2 separate regions of the Delphinus delphis genome follow, and region 2 is linked to region 1. Evidence: chromatin contacts called from public Hi-C data. All regions are on one chromosome and are shown on one strand. Each heading gives the region's core, a stretch centred on a gene start, on an enhancer-like site or on the middle of the called end of the contact. The rest is flanking DNA. Distances are from core to core; before and after follow the strand shown. Region 1 holds the start of PCBP1 (poly(rC) binding protein 1). Region 2 holds the start of SNRNP27 (small nuclear ribonucleoprotein U4/U6.U5 subunit 27).

What was found. Hi-C and Micro-C count contacts between places; a contact is called where the count stands out from the background.
Region 2: a contact with region 1 is called in a Hi-C map of lung, with 3 times the contacts expected there. The contact joins the promoter of SNRNP27 here to the promoter of PCBP1 in region 1. A contact is called at or near these places in 2 of 3 Hi-C or Micro-C datasets (lung and muscle).

The regions. Positions count from the first base shown.
Region 1 is chr12:31,066,666-31,071,954 of mDelDel1.2, forward strand. PCBP1 (poly(rC) binding protein 1) reads right to left here and starts at 1,981. Exons shown (of 1, transcript XM_060026428.1): 1 at 297-1,981. The coding sequence starts at 1,749. The coding sequence ends at 679. It overlaps LOC132434823 (a long non-coding RNA gene), which reads left to right and starts at 2,503. Exons shown (of 10, transcript XR_009521429.1): 1 at 2,503-3,038; 2 at 3,881-3,970.
Region 2 is chr12:31,234,492-31,239,780 of mDelDel1.2, forward strand. SNRNP27 (small nuclear ribonucleoprotein U4/U6.U5 subunit 27) reads right to left here and starts at 2,988. Exons shown (of 6, transcript XM_060027562.1): 1 at 2,862-2,988; 2 at 1,740-1,860; 3 at 466-578. The coding sequence starts at 2,895.

The DNA of each region.
Region 1 (5,289 bases), core at 731-3,230:
CGAGTGGGCATACTTTTCCCATCTGAGAAACCCCTTATGTTTTCTACCAGAGAAATGGGCAGAGGCCTCTCTCTGGAACCTGGCTAGAGGGATGTCACTCTCCAAGAGACCCCCACAGTCTCTGCAAACGTCCCAAAGCAGGCCCAGCCTGCCGTGTTCCTTTGTTGGGATGGAAAGGGAATGGAATCTTACCAGTAAGGTGAAAAGGGCTGGAGAAAATACCAGGGACGGGCCCACCCTTCTCCCTACAAAAGCCTAACACTAGAAGGGAAGAAAAGAAATGCACCAACAAAGAGTTTAAGATAGTAGTTCCCAGCTTTTTCAAATATGAAGCATTTTTTAACCAATCCACTTTTTAATTTTTAAATTCTTGACATTACAGAACTAAACTGAAATTTATTAACATTCCACTCTTACATTTCTTATCGACAAACAGAAATAAAATTCATGACCCAAAAACCCAAAACTAAAAACAGGGAAAAGCTTATAAAACTAAATATGGATCCCAGCATTAACAGCTGAACAGAGAATGTGATTTTTAAATTCTTAGCGGATGATAAAGTTGTGTAGAAACCGAACACTTACAAATTATTTAAAACCTGGAATCACTGACCAGAAATTACACAGTTGGATCATGGGAAAACAGCAGAAAGGGGTTATGAGGGAACCTACACTGTTCTAGCTGCACCCCATGCCCTTCTCAGAGGAAAGCCTGGCATTGATTAGATATTGGGCCAGACTAATACTGGCAGCAGAACCAGTGATAGTAACCTGCCTACCAGAAGAGCCTTCCACTGGGTTAGCAATTTTGATCTGGGCCCCGGACATCTGGCGGATCTCATTAATGTTGGCGCCTTGGCGCCCGATTATGCAGCCAATTAAGTTATTTGGAATGGTGAGTTCATGGGTAGTTTGAGTAGATGCATCCAAACTTGCCCAATAGCCTTTCACCTCTGGAGAGCTGGAGTCAATTCCGGCGAATCCGGTCCCGCCGTGCATCATGGCAAAGTGAGACTGTTGTCTTGCCACCTGGTTCAGCTTGGCCAGATCGAGCGGAGAAATGGTGTGTTGTCCTTGAATCGAGTAGGCATCTAGAGGTGGTCCCTCCAGGTCATGGGTGGCGTGAGGGTAGCCAGCAGCGTCGCTGCACCGATCTTGACCGCCCGCGCAGATCACTGGAGAGCTGGCCGGCATGGGCTGGTACGGAATGGTCATGACTCTCCCTTGCGGAGACTGGGAGAGCGTCTCCAGCATGACCAGGCAGATCTGCTTGACACACTCGGTGACAGACTGCGGCACGCCAGCAATGGTGATGGCCCGCTCGGTGGAGTTGGGCAGCATATCCCCCGCCACCTGGACCTGGGCCCCGGTACTCTCGCGGATCTCTTTGATCTTACACCCGCCTTTCCCAATCAGGGAGCCGCACTGGGTGGCCGGCACCACCAGCCTCAGGGTGACCGGGGGCCTGCTGGCCGCCGTGCTGTTGGTCATGGAGCTGTTGATATCTTCTTCCAGCTTGTCGATAATCATAGCGAAGGCCTTAAAGATGGCATTGGTGGGGCCGGTCAGAGTGATGATTCTCTCCGGGCAATTCCCCTCCGAGATGTTGATCCGCGCGCCACTCTCCTCGCGGATCCTCTTAACCGACTCCCCTTTCTTCCCAATGATGCTTCCTACTTCCTTTCCGTGCATAAGCAGCCGAATGGTGAGAGTCACATTTAGTCCACTTTCAGTCACACCGGCATCCATGGCGAGCGGCGGGCGGCGTTCGGGGGAGTTGGGCTCGTTACGTGGTCAAGTCTTTGGTGGCTGGCTGGGGGAGGGGAGGTGTAGGCCCAAAACTGCCGGCGCGAGGCGAGCGAGGGCCGCGGGAGCGAGCGGGCGAGGGCGGGAGGCCGCGGCGTCGTCGCAGGGGCGGGCGGCGGCGGCGGAGGGGGCGAGCGGGGCCGGGAGCGGCGGGCGGGCGGGTGGGCGAGGGCGCGGCGGTGGCGACTCCGGCGGCAGCCTCGGCGGTCTGGGCGGGGCGGGAAGCCCGCTTTCAACCCCGCGTACCCTCTGACCCCGGAAGTGCTTGCTGCGCAGGACCCCTTGAAAAAAAATGAGGACCCATCCTTTTTAGGTCACAAGATTGCGCCAACCCCCATAGAGTAGTTTTTAAAATACACTTTTAACAGCCTAGCATTGAAAAGAAAGCCCCGGTAGGCAGAAACTGTGAGTCCGGCAAAGTTTTAAAACGAACATGTATTTTATTAACCCCAGAGGCGCCGGCAGATGTTTGGAAACGGTAGTGTTCTGCGCGGAGGCGACACATTATTTTCCCGCCCTACAAAAGCGGTTTAAGCGCGGAGCGACACGGGCAGCCCCGGCGATAACTGCAGGCGGATGCTAGGACGCCGCGGATTTAAAACATGCGCTCGAGGCGGCCAGAGCGCGTGCGTGAGGGTGTGGGGAGGACGGGAGGGGCTGCCGCGGTCTTCCGGGGGGGAGGGGCGGCGAGGCGAGGCTTGCGGGGCGGGCGCCCGCCCGGGCGGGCACGTGGGGCCCCTTCATGTTCGGCGTCGGGGCGCCCCACGCCAGCCCCCACCCCCGCCTCGGCCCCGTGGCGGTGGTCGGTTGGGAGAAAGACCAAAACCCACCACGCGCCGCTGTCAAAGTCACGGCTCTGCTCATGGTTTCTGGGAAGTGCTAGAAACATGGCCATAAAGAGAATGGCGTCCATTTACATAATGCTTTGTCTGCATTTTGCAACTCTTTCGTTAAACCTGCAGAACCCCCACCTCCTGCGCGGTGTCGTTTTAGTCGCTGCCGCCTCGTCAGACATTTAACACAATGGCGTGCATTTTGGGGGACCGCATTTACCCCTGCTCTGGGGAGCTCCTGCGGTTTTCCCTGCGCGAGTTACTCTCCCGCTGCTGCTTTTCGGCCCTTTCCCCGCTCGGTGCAGCCACGGCGCCCACGCTCTCCGGGGGCGGCCCCCAACAGGGCCCGCCATCTTGGAGGGCCTTTCTTGCCGTGTGTGGAGCCGCGCGTTCCTCCCGGTAAAGAAAGGTCTCTGGGGCTCTTGGGGCGCCAGTTGTGATTTCTGCCCCTTCTCCTTTCCTTCGGCTGAGCCAGACAGAAAAGGCCGAGTGCACGGGGTGCTTTAGGATCCTTCAGGGAAAGCGGCTAACGTGGCGGTCCTTCCCTCCCCCCCTTTCTTCCCCGTGGGGGTGGCCGCCATGTTTCCTGAACACAAAATGGCGACACGTGGCCTATATTCGTCGCTAACGAGTCGGGCCGAAAGCTCTAGAACGCGGCCGCCCCCCCATTCCCCCCTCCCGTCCGTGAGCCGGGGCCTTCCCCGCGCAGCGAGTGCGCTGACCAGATTGGGATGAAACCCCGCAGGCTGGTCGCAGCCTCAGCGGGGGAATTTTAATACATTTCTCTCGTTAATTTGAAACGGGAACGCAAATAACTGTAAAACGTAGTCATCATACCGAGTCTCTCGCTCATTTCGTTTAATAATGGATGGAGGGGGGCAGTACCAGTGCATAATTTGGGCACTCAGTACCAAAACATTTAGGAATCACTACTTGTAAAGAATGAGATGGGAAATTATTTCTTTCCTAGACTTCTAGAATAGGCTATTGTGCTAAAGAGGTAAAGAAATGGTATTATAAAGCTTCTTTTAAAAGAAGGCAATTTCCATGAAGCGACTGGGATGCCTATGAGCTGGCCAGTGAACCTCAGTTTGCCGTAGTTGTTGACTTGGAGGCTAGAAGGGACAGACATTTACTGTGCATTTACCAGTGCCAGATCTTGTGTTAGCCATTTTACTGCATAATGTCTTTAATTTTTACAATGACCCTGTGAGGTACGGCTTATCTCTCTTTTTTTTTAGCAGATGAAATCACTTAGGCCAGAGAGATGCAGTGACTAATTCAAGGTCACACAGTGTTGAGGATGGAATCCAGACCTGATACAGTTATTGGTGAGCACATTTCCGAATTTTTCTCTAAGTCAGGGTTTTGAATTTAAATGCTATTTGGACGTTTAGGTGGGCTTGTTATTTCAAGGAATCCCTCAGGTAACTTTTTGTTGCATAGTCACCCCCTGTTTGTATCTTTTTGGGGATTCCCAGTTTTTCCTGGTGTGAGCTATGCCTGTGAGGAGCTCAGAGGCTTTTTTTTTTTTTTTTATGAGTTGCCTGGGTGAGGATAGAGAGAAGTGATTCAGCCCTGCATAAAGGCACAGGTATCTGTCAGTCCAGCCTGGTCTGTGGCGCATTTGAGTCTACCTGGCTCTGTGGGAGTAGGCAATTTCTCTGACTCACTTGCGTCCTTCAGCTACCCATGGGCATGACTTTTGCCTTCCCCATCCCAACCTCCACCCAGGTAAAAATAAATAAATTTACTCTGGCACCATGCCTCTATTTCTCTGCAGATATTGACAGAGCATGACAGAGTGGTAGATAAGTCATGGTCTGTGGACTTTTCAGTTCAATGTAACAAATAACTTGTGGACCAAGCAACAAATATGTGCCGAAACAGGGCTATGCTTGTATGGGTATTAAGAGGTGGAGAGAAGGGCTTTTTGCTTCCTTTAACTTACACTAATATTGTATATTAGACTTTCCAAAGTGCTTTCATATTACCTTAGGTAATCCTACAAACAACTTTAACAGGTAGGTACATAACAGCAGCAACGACAGTCATAGCACTAAGTGCTTACTCTGAGGCAGGCACTGTTTGAACCTTTATTTTGTGTGTTAATTCAGTGGTTCTCACATTTTTAAAAGCAAACCACCATGAGAAGTATATTTTATGTAATTGAAACATATATGCACACATATAGATAAAGGAAACAAAATTTTTGCAAAACAGTACTTATTCATACTACATGCAATGTACTCTGGTAAATTCTGTTGTCTTCTTTACATTAAAAAAAAAAGAGGCACACATCACACTAAAGGATGAAAAACCCATTATTAGGTTGTGACCAGTATGATTAATCTACACATTTAAACCTCACAAATCCTCCTGAGTTGGGGGTGATGTTATTTCCATTTAAACAGAGGTACAAAGAGAAGGATTTATCTAAGGTCACACAGCTGTTAAGTGGTAAAACGAAGATTTGGATCGAGGCAATTTGAGCCCAGAGCCTATATACTTAACCACTAAGGTAGACCGTCTGTGGTCTCTTGAGAGGGCCTTATCTTGTAGAGAGACAGTTGATCTTAGTAAATGTTAAAAACTTAGGAGACAACAAAAGGACTAAATTGCATATAATCAAGAATTATCCTGATTCAAA
Region 2 (5,289 bases), core at 1,738-4,237, 170 kb after region 1:
CGGCACTCTAGAGCCCACGAGCCACAACTACTGAAGCCCACGTGCCTGGAGCTCATGCTCCGCAACAAGAGAGGCCACCATAATAAGCCCACGCACTGTAATGAAGGGTGGCCCCCACTCGGCAACGAAGACCCAATGCAGCAAAAAATAAATAAATAAGTGTTTTTAAAATGACATGCTTGGAGCCTTTAGGAAGGACCATCTTTAATATCAGACAGAACACTAGTTTTGACGATACTTCCAAAATATAATATTCTCATGTTTTTAACTGTCCTTGTATCTAGAGCACCAGATAACCAGCAACTAAGGTACAACTAAAACAACATCTCAAAACTACATGCAATGAACACTATTAAAAACTTAATAGTTAAATGTTCAAAAATTATACTTTTATAATTTTATCATAACTGTAGTTATCTAAACATGGCTGTACTTTTCCTACAGTTATTTATCTAATAACATTACCAGTTATCTGACGTTCTTTGCTCTTTGTTTCTTTTGTTTCTTTCTTCTCTTCATCTCTTCTTTCTTTTAGTCGAGAAGGGGAAGGAGATGTGGATCTATGTCGTCTTGGGGATCTAAAATTTAATAAGTAAAAATGTCAGAAACAAAGACATACCCGGCCACTTGTGCTGATGAGCACAGATATACATGAGTGCCTGCAAGGTAAAGGCTGAACAAAAGCCAGGCTCTAGAGAACCAGGAATTTGTTCCCCAAAGCAGAATGAGGAAGAAGGCCCTGAATGTTAGCAAAAAATTATTTATTGTTTAATCATCAGTTACACTCAGTATAGCTAGGGCAAAAAAATTTTCTGTAAGGCAGAAAAAAGCAACGAAACAAACAAATGTGTCTGATGCTTATTAAGAATCAGAGTCCAAGGACTTCCCTGGTGGCGCATTGGTTAAGAATCCGCCTGCCAATGCAGGGGACACGGGATCGATCCCTGGGCCAGGAAGATCCCACATGCCATGGAGCAACTAAGCCCGTGCGCCACAACTACTGAGCCTGCGCTCTAGAGTCCGTGAGCCACAACTACTGACACCTGCGTGCCTAGAGCCGGTGCTCCGCAACAAGAGAAGCCATCACAATAAGAGGCCTGCATGCAGCAACAAAGACCAAACGCGGCCAAAAATAAATATATAAATTTATTAAAAAAAAAAAAAAGAACCAGAGTCCACTTCTAAGATTCTTCCAAGATCTCACATTCTGTTTTTTTTTTTTTTTTTGCGGTACGCGGGCCTCTCACTGTTGTGGCCTCTCCCGTTGCAGAGCACAGGCTCCAGACGCGCAGGCTCAGCGGCCATGGCCCACGGACCCAGCCGCTGTGCGGCATGTGGGATCTTCCCGGACCGGGGCACGAACCTGTGTCCCCTGCATCGGCAGGCGGACTCTCAACTACTGCGCCACCAGGGAAGCCCTCACATTCCTGATTATATACTTGAATAAATTATTATCACCAAAAGTAAATAAAAAAGCAAGACAAAAATACAAAACACTTATTTCTTACTCTTGCTAAGTGCTTTTCACGTATTATTTCTCATTTACTCCTCACGGCAACTCTACTATGTGGAATGTTATCAACCCCATTTTATCAATGCGAATGTTAGGTTTAGAATAAAGTGGGATAAAGTTCCCCTCATTTCATGAAATCATAAGTGCCTTTGTAAGTGATAACAACAGAGTCAAGCGCAGCGACTACAAAGCTGTGGTAAAACTTCTGGTTATTTTCTGCACTTACCTGGAACGTCTTCTGTGCGGGGATCGAGAGCGGCTTCTTCTCCGGTCTCGCTCTCGGGACCGGGACCTTTCTCGGCGCCTGCGTTCTCTCTCTCGGGAGGTGGACCGGGACCGCCTACGCTCTAATATAAATACAAAATTGTAGAGCCGAAAATTACCTCCAACATCTACTGGATGCTGCGCCGACCAACAGTAATATAATGCGCGCCATTTCTAGATGTCACATTAAAAAAGTAAAAAAGACGCATGAAATTAATTTTAACAGTATAGATTTAACCCAATATATCCAAACTATTAGCATTTCAACATGTGCTCATTATAAAAAATGGACACTTTATTCTTTCTTTTTTCCGCATTAAATCAAAGAAATCCGGTGTGTATTCGACTTCAACAGCAGCTCTCAATTCCGATTGAGAACATGTTAAGTGCTCAATAGCCCTTTGTGGCTCGAGGGCTCATTTAACTTTTAAGATCAACCCTGATTAGCTGAAGGTGATAAAAACTAACGAGGGGGCAAAATCGAGGGACTACCTGACATCTCCCGATCCAAGTCCTGGCTTCTCTACCTCTCACTGCCCACTTCATGGGCCAGAAGACATTACGAGGTGAGCTTACGAGGTGAGCTCCCTGCACGCAAACTCCTAACCATCGATTTCCCTACTATAAACTGGAAAGGAAACCCTGAGCATTTAAGAACCTGGCGGTATCACATGCTGAGTGTTACGCAGTGTGGCATCAATTCTCACTTCAGTTTTTAAAGGTAAGCAATATTACCCCCAATGTCTAATTACGGGAACTCGGACGCAGGAAGGCTGAATGACTTGCAATCGGTCACCCAGAAATGAAGGGAACCGTGGCCTGACTCTACATTCCCCAGCCACAAGTACAACAAAAGTTACTGTATGAGGGCGACAAAGGGTCGGCGAAACCCCAACTTCGGAAAAAAACTGCCTTCAAATCCGAGGGCTGAAACGTGTAGGGCCCAGGTCTTCGTTCCCCATCCACCCCCTCTCTTCTCCTCCTGAGAAAAGGTCCCTCCTCTCCGCGGCCCTTGGACTGGGAACAAAATGGGAGACGGGTCTTCGACCGAGCCCCAGACCCTCAGAACTGCTTCTGGACTCACCCCTTCGCGGGGACCGGCTGCGGCTGCGACCCATTCGGAGTCCTCCCCAACCTCACGCCGCCCCGGAAACGACTATGCAACAACTTCCGGGAGGGCGGGGAACTGAGCTTTCCCTGCAGCCTGGGAAGCGTCGAAACGAGTCGCCAGGGTTCCGGCTTCTAAGGAAGGCGGGAGGTGATGCGCTTGCGCAGAGTCACGCGGCCCCGGCCCGATGTCCCCTCTTCCGAGTCTGGAGTTTTCGCCGAGAGCAGTTATCCTGTCTGCTCTTTCAACCCCCGTTTCGAGGTGGCTTCCCCATTTTCTTTGTCCACGGTGGGCGTTAAAATGTGTTGCCTGATGTTATTATAGAAATGTCTGGAAAAAGCCATATATAAACCACCCTAATACAGTTCTCATTCCTCCCCACCCCCCATTTTTCTTTCCGACTGTCTTGTCCACATGCATAAAATATTTCATACCAAACCAATTGTAAACACAGCATACGCAAATAGTTTTAAGTCCACCTGGGGAAGAACTAGGGTGGGTCAGGAGGCAGAGGGGGAAAGGGGAAATAAAGTATGGTTGAGAGCTTTTATTGAGTTTTGTGGGAGGGAATAGCAGAGGCTGGGAAGCAGGCTAAGTAGGTTTAAGACTGACTAGTTTGAATAATTACAGCGGGCCTTGGGATTTAGGGGCTGTCCAGAGCTGTTGTTACCTGGCCCTGGGGTCATTATAGCAGAGGAAAAATGCCTTGGCTTGTGAGCTCGATAAAGGAGGTGGTTGGAGAGTACGGGCTTTCCCCTGGCTGGTTTGCATATGAAAGGCACACTCAGAAGGGGAGTCTTTTGCTATCTCTAGAAATTAGCTAGCCCTGGGAAGGGCAGTCTCAGCAAGGCCCCAGATGTCAAAACAGCAGAAAATGAAAGAAATAAAGGCATGATTAATACAATTATTCACACAAATGTTTACTGCACACCTATGTGCCAGAGGATTTAATCAATGAAAAAAACAACTCTGCTCTTGAGTAGCTTGCAGTCCAGTGAGGGATACAGTGTCAAGATGCACTGAGAGGGGCAGAACAAGATATTATGAGTGCACATAAAGTGGGTACCTAACTGGTTTGAGGGGAAAGCTTCTCAAGAAAAGTTTCCAGGAGGAAATGATGTCCAAACGAGACCTTAGGGATGAGTAGAAATTAGCCAGGTTAATTGGGGTGATTTCTGTGGTGTGGACAGGTGGAAGAGATTGTGTGGGCAAAGGAGACTGCATATGCCAGGGCAAGAGGCAAGGGAGCAGACAGGCTAAAAGTAGAGAACTAAAGAAGTATGGCAGCCACCTAGGCAGCAAGAAGTGGAATGTACAGACAAGACTAGAAACCTTGTAAGCTATGGTAGAGTTATCCTGAGGCAAAAGCAATAGCCTTTGAAGGGCTTTGAGGACCGGAGGGAATCACATTTGCGTTTATTCAGAGAACACTTTGGGTAACTGGAGACTTGACTACAGGGGGAGAACACCTAGGGAGGATGGTACAATAATCTAGACTGGAAACTCCAGTGGCCTGTACTAGAGTGTTAGCAGTAGGTAAGGTGAAAAGTGGCTGAATTTGAGAAGTAATTGATAAAACTGGAAAAACTTGATTTTTGGAGACAGAGAATGATAGAATTTTAGATTCAACAATGACATCCAGGTTTGTGCAACTGGGTAGATGGTAGCATCATTTGCTAAGGTACATAATGTAAGTTTTGGGTAAAGACCATATATGTTCAGATCTTGGACATACTAATCCGAGGTGCCATTCTGAACATCCAAAAGGAGATGCCAACTAGATGTGTTATCTGGAGCTTGGAAGAGAGATCTAGGCTGATTTTTTGATTCCAAAAAAAAGGAATCGTCGGAACATAGATGTTCATTTGAAGCCATGAGAGTGCATGAAACCACCCCGGGGAGGCTGAGAGAAAAGGGCCTGGAGACAGCTAGAGGAAGAACCCCAAAATGAGACTAAGGGGGAGCCAGAGAAAGAGAAGGAAAACCCATTGAGTGTGAGGTCAGAGAAGTTTTAAGAGAAGGCTGCTGTTTTTAAGGAGAACAAAGCGGTTAATTTTAAATGTTAAAAGGAATGGAAAAAAAACCCCACATCTAACCTAAAGGATTTAGCAACAAAGTCTTTGCTGACTCAGTTTTAGTGGAGTTGGGTTGTGAATGGCTTTTGCAGTGGAGAGAACTTGTATAACCTTTTGTTTTTTTTTTGGCTGCACCACACGACTTAGCTCTGCCACCAGGGATCGAACCCAGGTCCATGGCAGTGAAAGGCAGTGAAAGCAGAGTCTTAACCACTGGACCACCAGGGAATTCCCTGCATAAAACCCTCTTGAGAAGTTTGGCTTATGCAGGGCAAAATATGGCAGTGGGTGGAGGTAAATGTAGAAGGTTTTTCAAAGATGGGAGAAAC